Linked DNA regions of Hordeum vulgare: all the other regions are linked to region 2. A link is a contact called in public Hi-C data. All regions are on one chromosome and are shown on one strand. Each heading gives the region's core, a stretch centred on a gene start, on an enhancer-like site or on the middle of the called end of the contact. The rest is flanking DNA. Distances are from core to core; before and after follow the strand shown. Region 1 has its middle 15 kb from the start of LOC123409774. Region 2 holds the start of LOC123412260 (probable L-type lectin-domain containing receptor kinase S.5). Region 3 holds the start of LOC123408246.

Evidence for each region. Hi-C and Micro-C count contacts between places; a contact is called where the count stands out from the background.
Region 1: a Hi-C map of seedling shows a contact between it and region 2, with 4 times the contacts expected there. The contact joins the enhancer-like site here to the promoter of LOC123412260 in region 2. A contact is called at or near these places in 1 of 6 Hi-C or Micro-C datasets (seedling) and 1 of 1 datasets of contacts at active chromatin or transcription factors (embryo).
Region 3: a Hi-C map of leaf shows a contact between it and region 2, with 4 times the contacts expected there. The contact joins the promoter of LOC123408246 here to the promoter of LOC123412260 in region 2. A contact is called at or near these places in 2 of 6 Hi-C or Micro-C datasets (leaf and seedling) and 1 of 1 datasets of contacts at active chromatin or transcription factors (embryo).

What each region holds. Positions count from the first base shown.
Region 1 is chr7H:183,023,222-183,025,921 of MorexV3_pseudomolecules_assembly, reverse strand. No RefSeq gene overlaps it. Among protein-coding and RNA genes, the nearest start is that of LOC123409774, 15 kb to the right of the region's middle. Within about 2 kb of position 1,376, at least 3 of the 3 cell types and tissues checked have open chromatin away from gene starts, as enhancers often do. A contact at or near this core is called in seedling, where this site is marked.
Region 2 is chr7H:183,648,601-183,651,424 of MorexV3_pseudomolecules_assembly, reverse strand. LOC123412260 (probable L-type lectin-domain containing receptor kinase S.5) reads right to left here and starts at 1,389. Exons shown (of 2, transcript XM_045105208.1): 1 at 1-1,389. The coding sequence starts at 816.
Region 3 is chr7H:183,051,141-183,053,840 of MorexV3_pseudomolecules_assembly, reverse strand. LOC123408246 reads left to right here and starts at 1,412. Exons shown (of 2, transcript XM_045101398.1): 1 at 1,412-1,726; 2 at 2,515-2,700. The coding sequence starts at 1,444. The coding sequence ends at 2,570. It also overlaps the pseudogene LOC123408582.

The DNA.
Region 1 (2,700 bases), core at 127-2,626, 630 kb after region 2:
TCAAACTCAGGTCTTTAGGTACAAAAGAAGTAAAACTAACCATTACACCAACTAGAGTATTGGGATCGCTAGTAGCGATAACCTTATAAGAACAATGGGGTAGTGCTATTTCGTCTCCTCTATCACTTACTCCCTCCGTCTCGACGTATAGGTCATCTTAGGTTGCGCACCGTGACCAAGATGAAGAGGAAAACAAGAAAATTAATGTAATTTTACTAATTAATACCATTGCATGCGATGAACTGAGCATTGCATGTCGTGCTAATTAATTTCAAGTCACTAAAAACATACACGCCCCATGTCTCTTATTCGATGATTTCTTTATTCATGTCAAAAATAAAAAAACAAGATGAAAGTTAATGCACCGTGCCTAAGTGTTTTGTGACTATTTGGTTTTCGTAATATGACTTATAAACCGAAACGGAGGGAGTAGATTTTTTACGTATTTGAATAAAAAATGTAAATTTGAAAATATTCATAATTTTTGAAGAAAAAATCACAAACTTGAAAAAAGTTCATCAATTTCCAAAAAAAACATCAAATTTGAGAAAAGTTCATGAATTTTTAAAAACTTTCATCAAATTTGAAAAAAAGTTCATCAAACTTGAAAATTGTTCATCCAATTTGAAAAAGTTCAGCGGATTTCAAAAAAATCATTGATTTTAAAAAAAGTTCATCGAATCTGAAAAAAGTTCATCCATTTGAAAAAAGTTCAGCGAATTTCAAAAAAAAGTTCATCGATTTTTGAAAAATGTTCATCAAATCTGAAAAAAGTTCATCAATTTGAAAAAAGTTCAGTAGATTTTTAAAAAAGTTCATCAACTTTTCAAAAAAATAAAAGTTCATTGGATTTGAAAAACGTTCACTGAATTTTGAAAAAGTTCATCAAGATTGAAAACAGTTCACCATTTCGAAAAAAGTTCCCACATTTAAAGGAAAAAATCATCAACCTTGCAAAAAGTTCATCATTTTTTAAAGTTCATTGGATTTGAAAATGTTCATCAAATTTGAAAACAAAGTTTATGAAATTTTTAAAAAGTTCACTGAATTAAGAAAAAGTTCGTCAATTTTTAAAAACAGAAAAAAAAAGTAAAATGAAAAAACAAGAAAACAGAAGAAATGATGATAAGGGAAAAAATGACGTATCTAAGCACATCACTTGTCCATGGCGTGGTTACCACTCTTGGCAGTGGACCACGAGCTCCTTGGCGGGGGCATGCAGCGCTCAATAGGAAATGCCGCTCCTATCTACTGCTCTGTGCTACACATTGTCGCTTGTTCCTCCAGGAGCTCCTTGGTACGAACCCTACTACTTTCTAATTTTTGAATGGACACGCGAAAGTAAATGGGCCGAGCCCAGTTAGCATGGCTGCACGCGCCGGTTAGCTGAATACCAAATAAACCGGCGCCTGCAGTGCTGAATAGGAAATCCTACTCCTATCTGCTGCTCTCTGCTACACGTTGTCGCTTGTTCACACACAGATGGACGAACTGGAGATCGAAATGGGCCGCTCCAATTACAAGAGAATGCCCAAGCTACAGTGTCCAGTTTTGGGACCCTTCTATAAGGTTCTCGGCCAGTTTTGGGTAGCTTCTGGAAGGATCTTAGACTAGTATTTACAGGATTTTCCTACTTTATATGTTTTTTGTTTCATTTTTTAGTGTACTTCATTTTATTTTTCTCTGATTATTTTTTCTCTTTTTCTTTTTCTGTTTTTCTGTTATTTATTTTACTTTCTATTTATTTTTATTTACTATCTTGTTCTTCAAAATTTCAAGAAAAAACAAAACTTCGAAAATTTGCACTCAAAAAATTTATTTTTTTAGAATGAGACTATTTTGTTCAAGAAATCTACCATTCTTTTGGAAAATCTTCCTCTTTTCAAAAAATGTTCCTTTTTCAAATGGGAATTTTTTTTAGAGAAATTGTGCAGGTTTTTGAATACTAGAAAAAAATTGAAACAACGTTTCGAAAATTTGTGAGCAATTTTTGAAGAATGAACATTTTTTAAACTTATGTAGACTTTTTGAAAAGGGAAACATTTTTCACAAAACGAAGAACATTTTCTAAAATTCCTGAACATATTCAAATCAAGAACATTTTTAGATTGATGAACAAAATATGAACGAGTTTTCAATTTGTGAACAAATTTTTTAAAAAAGAAAAGCATTTTTTCACTAATTTACGAAAATATTTATTCATCAATTCTTAAATCCTAGTTATTTTTTTAGACACGAACATTTAAATATAAATGGTGAACAAAATTTTAAACAAAGTTATATTTTTTTAAATTCAAAACAAAATTTAGGCAATGTCAAACAAAAATAAAAAGATGAAAAAATAAAAAAGGAAAAAGGAAACAATAACATTTTGTGAAAAAAGAACATTTTTTTATAAATCCTGAACATTTTCCAAAAATAACAACATTTTTTGAAGTTATAATTTTTGTGAATATCCAGAATATTTTTTGAATATATGAACATATTTGAAAAATGTTTTTTTTCGAAATTTGTAACATTTTTTAAAAGATAGAACGTTTTTCTGAAAATACCGGACATTTTCTTTAAAAATTGGACATTTTGTGAAAATACTGAACATATTTTAAAATTATGAATGTTTTTGAAAAACAACAACTATTTAAAATTAGAACATTAAAAAAAACAAAAACATTTTTTGAAAATCCAAAACATTTTTTGAAA
Region 2 (2,824 bases), core at 140-2,639:
CTTCTCGGCCACGGTGGCCCCGAGGTCCAGCGGCGCGGCGAGCACCGGAGACGCGGGCTTGGCGGCGTCGACGTCGGCCATGTACACCGTGATGCGGCGGGCGTCGCCGTCGTAGTCGATCCAGACGTTGTACTTGGCGGTCTTGGCCGGCGAGATCTCGATGCCGCGGGGCGTGAGCGAGGCGTTGGCGACGGAGACGACGCTGTTCACGTTGAGGCCGATGTGGTTGTCGTCAGGGTCGTATGGCTGCTTCTCGGTGTCGAGCTCGATGGCGACGACCTGGTTCGTGGCGTTGCCGTCGGTCGTCGCGTTGGTGAGGCCGAGGAAGCCGCCGTAGCTCGCGGCGGGCGGCTCGCCCGCGGACGGCGCGATAAGGAACGCGAACCCCTCCGCCGGCTCCGCGCCCGACACGCGGAAGACGTTGACGGTGAAGACGGTGCGGAAGGACGCGACCTTCAACTTGCCGCCGGCGCCGGCATTGCCCTTGCCCTTGCCGCCCTTATCGCGGCGCCAGAGCCTGACTGGTGCGGAGTAGAGGACGCGGCCGGACTTATTGGTGAGGAAGTGGGCGGGCTCGTTGAGAGTGTCCGGCGTGATCTGGAGCGCGCCCTTGGTTATGTCGGCATCGCCGACCACCGTCAGGTTTTTGCCACGGTAGTCGGGATGGAAGTTGGAGAAGCTGAACCGGGTGACGCTCCCCGCATCCAGACCATCCAGCGAGCCATCGGCAGTGGCGTTCGTGGCGAGCGCGGTGGTGGAGCCTGAGCTAGAAGAGGCCAAGACGAGGAGGGACAGTACGAGTAAATGCACGGCCATTAATGGCGAACCAGGAGGACCGTGCGGGGAGGTTCGGTTCAACTGGACGCCGTGCACGGTGCACCTGCCCAAGCCGCGTGCTTATTTCTATCGGTTTTCCTGCTCTGGGAGATTAGATTCTGCCGCCGCCGGTGTAGATGTAAGAAAGGCAAAAGTCACAGGGAGAAAGGGGAAAAAAGGGTTCTTGCGGTTGCACAGGCACGTTCACACCGGTGTCTCCTTGCGGAGAAGCAGACAGGAAGGCGCTGGCCTCCTTACCTTATCTCCCGCCCGAGGTCGCTTTTCCCGTAATCTTTCTGAGAGGCTGTGATCGGGGTGATAGCAATGCTGATTTTTGCTGTTTCTTGCAGCCTGCAGGTGATGTGGCAAGTTGGAAGTTCTTGACAACTACCCTTTTCTATGAGATAGGATGAGTTTTTACAAGATAGACTTCGTATGCTGTGAGCTCGAAATTTAGCGCCATGCTGACTCGGAATTTCGGATAAAATGTTGAGTTTAGCTCATAAGATGGTGGTTTTTCTTTTGTAACTTGGTGGTTTTTCTTTGGCACTTTGGACTGCAGTGCTACTACTGGTGCTCGTGTATTGCTTGACGGAACAAACTTAAGCACTCTTCGGCATCAAACCCTCTCATTGGTTGTGAAGAACGAGATTGTGCTTTGACCGGAGGAATGAAGGAATACTACTACTAGTACTTCCTTCGTCCACACCCATAAGTTATTTAAAAAAAATCAAATAATTTTAAAATACTTATATACGGCGTACTGATTTTCATCTTGTTTTGTTTTTTTATGTGAATAAAGAAATCAATTAACAAAAATCGTGATGCGTGTATGATTTTCATGACTTTTTTGAATAGAGTATAAACGCAAGCGTTCATATACACACGCATATACTCATCTATATAAACGCACATACGCATACCCTATCCCTAAAAGCTTATCGTCGAAAAATCCTGAAATAGATTCAAAAATAATGCAAATACCGGGACTTAAAACCTGATGGGCTGAAGATACCATTGTCCATATAATCATCCAACCACAGGTTGGTTTGCATATGTTTTTAATGATTTAAGATATCTAGAATGACATACAATGATCAGTGCATTACATGCAATGATATTAATTAGCAAATAAATATTATTTTCTTTCATTTTTCTCTTCACCATAATTGTACGGAGGAAGTAGTATACAGCTTAGCCGGAATAAATTTGACAATTCTTCGTCGTCGAGCACTCTTCTTAGTACTCCTTTCATCCAGAATTACTTATCGTATGAATGAATAAAATAAGTTGTATAAAAGTAAAATACTATATTAGATTTTTTTTTATGACAATTATATTTGGACGAAGAGAGTATTAGTTATGAACAACGAGATTTATGCTCCTCTACCAAAGGAACAAAGGTGGGTATAGGTGGATGTCGATTACCCGGCCGTCTTCACCAACCTTTAATGGTACTAACTCACCTCTCATCATTGTTTGTTTGTTTCTTTGTTCTTTGAGACTTTGACAGCAAGCTTATCATTGTTTGTTGCTGTACGTGACACCGAACAAGAAGGAGACGGCAGGCAGAAGGTGTTCACGGGCGGGCGGCTGGCCAACGGGGGACGATCCACCGGTCAACAGTTGACTGCATGTCCCGGTCGAGGGTTGTGACGCACTGACATAACGCATGGCAGCAAATGTAACAAATGTTGTCCGGCAACGATGAGCAAGATGGTCTCCACGAGTTCGGATTGGAGTAGAAATTCCGAGGAAACCTAACTGGAACTGGAATAGGGAAGTTGATTGTAGGATTTCTATTCCTCACTCTCGTATAGGTGAACTTGGTTCGTTCAATGAAAAGGGATAAAAAGGATCCGCTGGGAATGAATGGGAAGACAAGGATTCGGTTAAAGAAATTACAGTTCAAGCATTGTAGTCCAGGATTTTCTTTCCAGGGATCTGATGTTATCCTATCAACCGCAGCATCAGTAGCCTGCACATGCACAGCCAGCCATGTCTCCGT
Region 3 (2,700 bases), core at 163-2,662, 600 kb after region 2:
TGTTCTCCGGCACGTCCTCGTAGCCGCTTATGGTGACGACCTTGGAGTGGGGCTAACCATGCAGGGCACGAGATCAAAGCAATCAAAGGCAGTTCATGTCCAATGTCCAGAGCAACAAGATGCCTCTGCAAACTGAATATCATCAGCTTGTTGTGCCACCAACCTGCTTCTCCTTGCAGTCGCCCTCCTCCATGAGGTAGGGGTAGTCGCCGTCGGTGTGGATCCCCTGGTTCCCCACCATGTAGGCGTAGGCGAAGTCCATGAGGCCGCCTCCACAGCCGTGGTCGAAGGTGTTGTCGCAGTCCATCAGCTCCTGCTCTGATAGCGACTCCAGCCTGCCCGTCATGATCTGGTTTATCCCCTCCACCGCCGCCACCGTCGAGAAGGCCCAGCAGCTTCCTGCAACACAATTTCAGAACTCAGATAGATACATGGCGCGCAATGCGCTGACTGAAATCCTGAGATGGATCATGGATTGTTCAGAGATTGCCTTGTCTCCTTACCGCATTTCCCCTGGTTCTTGACCGGCGTCACCGCCCCCTTCTGACGGGCGCCCAGCCGCCAGTAAGCCTGGCGAGCGGGCAGGAGAAGATCTTCCACTGGCTGCGCCAGGGGGTGCCGACGTCACAGAGCGTGAAGACGGCGCGGGCGCCGGCGGCCAGGATGGGGCTCCGTGGCTTGGAGGGGAGCGAGAGGGGGTGCTTCATCCACTTGCCAGATCCCTCAGACGGGGAGTAGGAGAGCGCGGCGAGCTCGGTGAGGACGAGCACTACGCCGCCGGGCCCGCGAGGACGGTGCCGTGGCGCGCCCAAGCGGATCCGTGCGGGGGCAGCACGCGGTAGGTGCCCGCCAGCGGGTTGCAGACGGCGAGCGCCTTGGGCGGGTGGGCTGCGCTGGCTGTGGGCGACGACGTTGAGGAGGAGGAGGGAGGGAGGGGTGCGGGGGGTGGGCCGGTCTCGATCGAGAGGTAGAGGAGGGAGCCGAAGGAGGCGACGGGGGAGAAGGCCTAGTGGGGGAGGAAGGAGGTGAAGGGGAGGCGGAGCCAGCAGCGGCGGTCGGGGTCGAAGGCGTGGAGGCATCCCCACTAGGCGCGTTGTGCAGCGCGTTGGACGGCAGGCGGTGGATCGGCGCTGTCGCCTCGTCGTCGTCTTTTTATCCAGATCCACTTATATAGGGCCTGCGGGTTGAATATCCAGAAGCAGAGGGACTTTTATGCAAAAATGCCGGCGACGTACGGCAGAAGCGATACGCGCTTTATTATTAGGGGAGATAAAGGGACCGTATGCATCGTGCTGATGCAGAGGCCGGAGGTAATCCTTCTTTTTAAAAAAAACTAGATGATCTCGACATAACGCTCCCCGTAAAAAATATAATACCATATATTATAGCGGCTAAGCAAGCCCGGCTGGCGTCAATTCTCAGTTCATACGGTGATTCTTTCCCATGCTGACACATCTGTTTTCTGGAGGAGACCGGCCTTCTCGCATCGGTCGCCTCTGGATAGGGTTTGTCGCTGCCGGGCCGGGCCTCTGGTCGCCGTCGCAGCCACTGCGGCCACCGGCCGTGCACCCTCGCGTCACTACCCACGCCCTTCTTCCACCTCTGCTTGGGCAAGGGGATCATCTGTGCGCACTCCTCTTGCCGTTCGTGCAGCCCGCATCGTCGTCGGCATGGCGCCCCACAAGGTCGTCGGACTCCAAACGGTGCCGCAAGTGTGAGTCCATGGGTAGGTGTCCTCATCGTTGAGCGTTTGTTGTTTCTTAGTTTGACATGCTCTGAGCTCCGGTCTGGAAATGACATGGAATCATAATATGTACCGCCAGCCTCCCCCGTGCCAAGGCTGCTCTCCAAGCCTTGCATCTCCAACCAGGTCAGCCTGGTGTACGCGTTTGTGGGCACCTCGCCACCATCACATGTATGCACACTACACCTCGGAAGGCATGGATGGCAGCTCATTTCGAACTTTTTCACTCAATCCGTTCCAAGCTCTGGATATAGGTTCAGATGTGGTTTCAGAACAGGTGAACAATACCTGGCGAAGTGATTGTGTTTCAGATTTAAAAAAAAGGTGATTGGGTTTGAGGTATTGCTCTAATTTATACATGTCTCTCGTCCAGTTCATACACATGTCCTTCTTACTCTTCTTACTCGTCCAGTGATTGGGTTTGAGAAATTGGATCTTTTGCCCCACTTTACTTCCCAATTTGATAATTTGCCCTCCCCCTGAGACTGCCGGATGGGGCCGGGGCCACTGGTCATTGAGATAACACTGGGCAAATCATCTAACCCCTTGTGAAGTGGGGCAAATCATCCAACCCCCCCCCCCCCCCCTACGCGATTCGTATGACACAGTTGTTGCAGTATTTGCTATGAATTTTCATGAAAAAGTTTCTTTTCTGCTGCTTTTTTAAGTCTACAACAATGAAAAAAGATTCAGTAATTTATCCAACACTATTTCTTTTTCTTTGTAATATGATCCACTTTTTACTGATTTCTTTGAATATTTATTTTCAGTAGCAATTGTGGAGCTGGCGGCCCATATGAAGTGCTTCATGGACACTTTGGTGTAGATTTCAATTTGGGAATATGTATAATATTATGTGTACTCAACTAGACTGCTATTCAACAATTATTTCTTTTTCTTTGCAATATGATTCACTTTTTACTGATCTCTCTAAACATTTATGTTCAGTAGCAATT